Regions from separate parts of the Drosophila melanogaster genome. Here region 1 is linked to region 2. A link is a contact called in public Hi-C data. All regions are on one chromosome and are shown on one strand. The core of a region is the stretch at or near the end of the contact, and the rest is flanking DNA. Distances in the headings are between cores, read along the strand shown.

Evidence for each region. A called contact is a pair of places that touch in the nucleus more often than the background predicts.
Region 1: a contact with region 2 is called in a Hi-C map of the Kc167 cell line, with 3 times the contacts expected there. A contact is called at or near these places in 24 of 107 Hi-C or Micro-C datasets (the Clone 8 cell line, the Kc167 cell line, the ML-DmBG3-c2 cell line and 10 more).

The regions. Positions count from the first base shown.
Region 1 is chr3R:30,276,166-30,279,672 of dm6, forward strand. It overlaps heca (headcase), which reads left to right and starts at 1,767. Exons shown (of 6, transcript NM_001276174.1): 1 at 1,767-3,507. The coding sequence starts at 2,779.
Region 2 is chr3R:30,236,478-30,240,014 of dm6, forward strand. CG43448 reads right to left here and starts at 1,257. Exons shown (of 3, transcript NM_001260434.1): 1 at 1,166-1,257; 2 at 1,051-1,110; 3 at 617-993. The coding sequence starts at 1,243. The coding sequence ends at 847.

The DNA.
Region 1 (3,507 bases), core at 517-3,016, 40 kb after region 2:
GACTTAATTATTATATCAGAACCCTCTGGTTCTCTCCCTCCTGCTCGCTCTTCTTCTACCCGGCAGGTCAAAATCGAGAGAAAAAAATGGAAACTGCGCAGTTTGACTCGAAAATAAGTGGAATTGGACCTTGACTTTGCACCGCAGTTACCAAAAGAATAGAACCCCGGATCCTGAGATCCTGAGTCCTATAAGAAAACCCCATCTGGTTGCGAGATCCCTTCCCTTTACCACTTTTCGTTCTACACGTGCCTGTTTTTTGCCATTTCTACCGCTTCTTCTTATTCGTTTTCGCATACTTTTTTTTTTTGCAACACAGCGGGAATTTTTATATGTGTGTATGTACATATATACACAAAGGCGAGGATACAATAAAAAGGCTCTACGTTTGAAAGCTTATTTGGGTTTTGGTGGCAACTTTAATACCCTACAGTCAAAACACAAATAAGTAGTCATAATACAAAAGTTACCTGCGATATTCGTAATCTTAGGACTAATATCAACAATTTAACTATTACAATTATTCATACATATGTACATACTTGTTTCAATTGAAAGCAGTAATAGGTCTGCGTATTCAAGTTTTAATTGGTTGTTTTAATTCAAGGTAGGGTATCTTCAACTCTTTTTCGTTCAATGTTTTAATTCTCTTCCTTTTTGTCTCTGCCACTTTTATTGCCAGCACTCGCATGCATTCATTGTATTTGTATTTTTGTGCAAATGTGCTTGCGAATATATAGGGGATTATATAGATACGTTTGTATGTAAATATATAACAGCAATCGAAGCGTGCGACAGAGAACGGCAGTTCCGACAGAGGGAGATGGAGACATCGAACGGCATTTCCACTTCCACTGGAATTAAAAGATTAGCCACGGAAAGCAAAAGTGCGCTGCAAGTTCGAGTTCCAGCGACTCGGCAACCCTGTTTTCATGTTGTTTACTTTGCCGGTTTCTGGCACAAACACATATGCACGCTCCATGCATGTGGAACAGAGCCAACGCGCTCGACGTTCGCATGGCAACTGCAGTCGAACATGTTGGAGGGGAAACGACCGGCTTCGAACTTGATTCGAACCAGCTTCGAGCCGCAACGAAAGTGAATTTTGGCGAATCATCGAGAGCTCCTAATTGTAAATGAAATGGATGTAAAATCTAAAAATTCTAATAAATAATTAAATTTAGATTATTTAATAATAATCGAATTCATTTAATTTTGGAACCAAAACATAGGGAGAAATATATATTCCTTTTTGGCTATAAAGTTAGAAACATGTTATTATTATTCTTATTAGTTTAAAGAAAATACGGCTTGATAGAAACATTTTCTATGGAAATGAAGCTTATTAACAAAAGTCTAAACTCCTACATATATTTTTAAGACATTTAATCTAATCAAGTATGTAACTGCTATCAAAAGTTCCGTTGTAAAGTGGGAAAATGTACCAAATTCTGGCCTACAGTGGAAAATTCTAGTGAATTAGACACTTTTTTTGTAGCCCCTTCCGCAATTTTCCCCCACCATTTCTCATTTTAGCGCCAAAAATCTGTTCAGTTTTCCACCGAATGAAAAGCGAGCGGTTGGCGGCGGTGGTGGAAAGTGAAAACCAGCCAACCACCACCCACCAACCCCGAAAAACGGAATGAAGAAGTGCGGAAAATCGGAGTGGAGGAAAACTCCAACTTCGCTGCCAATGCCAAGCAGCGACGCCGGCAGCGATGTTCGACGCGCGATGTTCGAACGCGGCGAGCAAGCACAGACCAAAAACAGTTTGAATTTCGCTTTCGATCTGGTTGGTTGTGTTTTTTGGCTTCTCTCTGCGTGCGCCGCTCGTGGTGGGAAAAAACGGAAAACAGGAGAACTAGCAAAACCGAATAAATCGAAGAGGAACACTCCAGTTTACAATTGTCCTGCGACTAAAAACCAATCGGAAATTTACACTATCCTCTAATCCTTTTTGTTTGCCGGCAAAAAAATAAGAGGCGCAAAGAAATAAACGCAGAAAGCGAAGCAAAATGTGAAAAATTGCCGAACATGGCGCCGCGTGTGTGAATGAGAGCGAACGATCGTGTGAGAGGGAGATAGGGACGAAGCGAAGATAAACAATAAAAAAAAAACAATTTTTGATACTTAAAGTTCTACAACAACAATAAACTCAGCTCAGGTACAACAACAAAACAGAAAATTACGCAAAACACAACAGACTGCATTGACGGGAATTTTTCGAAGTATTTTTGATACACACAGCAAGGAGGTGTACAATTTTTAAAGCAATAAGTGAAAGCAATTACCCATCAAGTTAAAAATAATACCAATCTCGGTAGAAACCCACTCGGAAAATCCAACTGAAAACAATTGAAAAAGGCAACCGAAAAGTTAAAACCTAAACAGACTAAATCGCTAAAATAACAAGCATTTACTATACACAAAAAAATTAAATTCCGTATAAAATCAGACTTTTGTCTGCAAAATTTCTAAAAATTTACAAAAACCCACTAAAATTCACGAAAACTCACTGGATCTGCCAAAACCATCAGTTGAAATATATTCTGGAATCGGTTCAAAAATAAATAAATATATGCCAGCAGCATTTATATAGACCGCAAATCGCACCATAAAATCGCGAAAAAATCAACAAGCAATATTTTGAAATTCATAATCGTTGGCAAAATGCTGATTCGAAATAGAGATTGAGGATTCTCGAGGACAGCCAACCCAGCCAACCAACCAAGTTTTTCGCCGCAACGAGTGCATATTAAGAGGAAAAAACACAAATTTATGGCTCCGCGTCGCAACAGCAACATCAGCAGCAGCGGCAACAGCACCCAGCAGCAGCACCAGCAACAGTTGCAGCAGCAGCACCAGACGCAGCAGCATCAACTGCTGCAGTTCTACGCGGAGAACGTGAATTCTTCAGGCGTCCTAATGGCGCCCATGCAGGGAACCGGTGGCGTTGGCGGCGTTGGCGGCGGGGGCATGGTCCACTGCTGCCTGCCCAGCGGAGACTGTCGCAAACTGGACACCCTGATACACCTGAACGAGCTCTCCCTGGCGGACTGCATCCGTGTGCTGTGCAACAACGAGAACTGCAGCGCAGGCCAGTACATGCATCGCGAGTGCTTCGAGTGGTGGGAGGCGAGCGTGCTGCAGGCACTGAAGGCCAACGGTCGTGCTCGATCCTGGTCGGAGCGGCAGCGTCTGCAGCACCTGTGGACCAAGAAGGGCTACGAGCTGGTCCAGAAGGCCTGCAGCTGCAAGTGCGGCAGGGGACAATTGCGCAAGGACCTCGACTGGGTGCCGCCGAGCAGCCAGGGCGTCATATACCTCAACGGGTCTGGCAACCGGCCCACTCTGGCCAATGGCAGCCTCAGCGAGGACGACGACAAGAAGAAGGCCAAGAAGAAGAGGAACCGCAACAACAACAACAACAACGGCGGCGGCGGTGGTGGTGGTGCTGGTGTCAATGGCAACACCAAAACCCCCTTGAGCAACAACAACGGCAACAGC
Region 2 (3,537 bases), core at 7-2,506:
TGTTTGTTCAGTACCACCCACCGAAAAATGTCCTCAGGGCGGTGGTTTGTTTGCTCGGCGGCTGAAAAGTTCAATTAGAAAAAAATGTTACAAAATGCTTATAATTAAGTTTCACTTTTTCGTATGCAAATGTGCCGCCCTTTGTGTAATTGGAATTAAATATTCCCTTATTGCCCGCGATTGCCCCGAAGCTTTGACCTGCGACCTGACCTAGTGTGCCATATAATGGAACCACCTCCTCTAAATTGGAATTCAAATTGAACAAGTTTCCCGCGAAGAAATCATAATTGCAGGCAATCATATTTAAAAAAAAAAACGAATTTAAACGGAAGGATGTCTGCTTGATTTTGCAAATAAATTTCGGCTTGTGCGTTCATTTGCCAACAGCTTGCTGCTAATTTTTAATAAACATTGAACGCGGGTTCAAGTGCTTGATTTTCGCGAGGGTTGCCACAGGCGTATGCAAATTTGCACATAACAATTTTCTCATAATGCGAAAGTCATCCTTCGTTCGACTCACGTGCGCGATTATTGCTGTATAAGGAAAAATTCAGTGATGATGATTATTATCGCGAGACAGTTTTCCCATTAAGCAGCGATTATGGCGATGGCATGTGAAGGATCCTGGGAGTCAGGACTGGGATTTTATTTACTCTTCATTTGGTGGCCACGTGCGTGGGATGACTGCACTGTTGTTCACAGTTGGGTACAGTCGCGTCCCAGGCAATTCGCAATTGCATATTTCTGGGGATATGGGTCTACATTTTGTGTAGAAGTTTAACTAAAAACTACTTGTAGCTACTAGTACAGTTTGGATCATGAAAGTATCTTTATTTAAGCTACTTCCTATAGAGAATGTTTATGTTTGGGCTTATTTTTGTTCGTTCTTCGACGTCTAGTTTGAACTCTTCTCCGATGGTAAATCCGATTTCTTCCCAAGTGATCAGTTTGTACGCGTCCACCCAAACTTGATCTATTGAGACGGGTTATGTTCTATAGTTATAGGAACGATACTGTTATTAATGCTTATATTAATCACTCAAATTCTACCTGCAGAGAAATTTTCGAAAGCGTTGTGCTAAGTATATTTGTGCTCGGATTGTCGCTTTCCTAAAAACAGACTCAATGAGATACTTAATTATTGTTTATGGAAAATCAGACTAACCTCTTTGATCTCAGCACTCCGTCCATCAATGCACAGATAATATAGTAATAATATGCCCAGCAGCAGATAGCTTTTCATTGCGACTGATTTACTTGAAATGCACTTTAAGAATGAATAGTATTATTATGGCGACTTGAGCACATAAATTAATCGCGAGTTCAGTTGAGAGAGCAGCACTACGACTACGTATTCAAATCCATTCATCTCATAAGCAGCGAATGCTGTGCTCTGCTCTGCGGACAATCCATTAACTAATGAAAGCGATCCGGATACTTTGCCATTTTTATTTCATTCCATTCATTTATTTGCACTCGCATTTCCCTCTTTTTCGCATTTTAATTTCATTGAGTTTATACAACAATTTGGCCCAAATGCCTGGCACTTACCCTTGCAAATTCCACAATTTTTTTTGGCTTTGAGGGGTGTAGAGCACCCTTGTCCTCATGCAAAAATTGAATAAAGGATCCAGGATATGTGTCCTGAGACGCACTTGGCATTGACATTTAATGGCATGTCAACGTCTGTGTGGCACGTTGGCATTTATTGATACGAAGCTCAGTTAACAAGTCGATAAAGTTTTATAGTCGAGGGTCTCAGCTGCCGTTAAATGGAAATGGAAATGCAATTGCCAGTTTTATGTGGGGGGGAAAGAAAACAAAGCATCGGAAAATGGTTCTACCTGGGAAAACCCCTTCGTCGCCATATGGCTAATTTTATAGCTGGCCTTCTAATTTCCCACTCTGCCAAAAAAAAAGAAAAACAAACTTTTCACAAAGCGCAGCCCAATGCAATTATCAAACTTCTGAGGGGTTGCCTCGTTGGTAAATTGATTAGAAGACTTTTCCGCTCTCCACACGCCTTTGTACTCTTTCGCAGGACTTGCCAGGACCCCTGCTAAAGTAGCTCAAATTGACTTTATAATTGCCCGGTGGGCGTGGTCGTAACCGAATTACTCCGCCCAGTTGGCCATTCAATGTTCCTGCGGTCGCCAGTTGGCCGATGTTTTGATTGAAGCCTGCTCTTCAGATGTGCAGCATACAAATAAGTTTTAAAAATTCAATATTTCAATACGTATTTACAAGAACTTTATACTTTGCATCTCTGAAAGAAACTGAATGCAAGTGCAGATAATATCTGAAAATATGAATGAAGTAAAGTACAAAGAAAGGGTTATACCAAAGACCCTAGAATAACAAGATGCGTAACGCCATACGATTTTTTGGCACACGATTTTTTGGCCGTGGCTCTAGAGGTGGCTCCAGGCTCTCTCGAATTTTTGTTAGAGAGCGAGAGAGCGAAGAGCGCTACAGCGAACAGCTCTTTTCAACGCACAAAGTGATAGCAGACATCAGTATGTGTGCACACGTATTCACATGCATTGTAAATTTGACAAAATATGCCCTTCACTTTAGAAGTTCTTTGGCTTTAAATCTATATTATTTTTGATCAATTGGCACCATGCGAAAAATTCTTGTTTTGCATTGCCTTAACGTTATTATTATTTGAAATTAGATTAGAAATAACCAAATCTATGTACATATTATCACAAAAATAAATTTCAAAAATGACTTTATATAAGAATATTTGTCATTAGAGTATTCATGTTGCGGCGTGTGAAAAATTAATAAGGCAATTGTTGAGTGCTTGTGTCCGCACTTCGTGCCTCAAGATATGAACAAAGCAAAGACACTAGAATAATTCTATTGTCTTTGATATTACTTTTGCAATTTAATTTAATTGCATATTTAATTATTTAGTATATTTATTAAATCATTTGACTTAATATGATGTAACATTAACATTAAAAGTGTTTCAAAAAAAATATTTCGCTTTTAAAAAATTGTCAGATGAGAGACAAATTAGAATTAAACATAAATATAAATGTGTAAACGGTAGCTAATTCGAGCGGCGATTTTAACAAACAAATTTAAAAAGCTTTAAAATTATAATATTCAGGGCGCGAATTTTTAAAAATTTTTTTATTTTATCATATTGCTAGGAAATTGGCAAAAACTACCCTAATATGTACCATGTAAATTCGTTTCTTCGATCAGAATTGATTTCGGCCCGAAAATCGTCTTCTAGCACAACACGCACACTTATACGCGTTCTCGTCTCTTGTTTTTACTCACACAAGCAAGCAAATTATATTTTTAGATTTCTTACGCTCTCAGCGGGAGTGAGCCGAAAGAGAGTAATTTTGGCCGTCACCAAAAAAGTGGCTGCATAGTGCCAAACCAATGTATGGCCGTTACGCATCTTGTTATTCTAGTGTCTTTGGTTATACAGTGTGATACATTGGGTCAAGGTTGAAAAAAAAAACAGCATAAACAATACAAATAATATAGCCATTTTAAATACATTTCCATCTG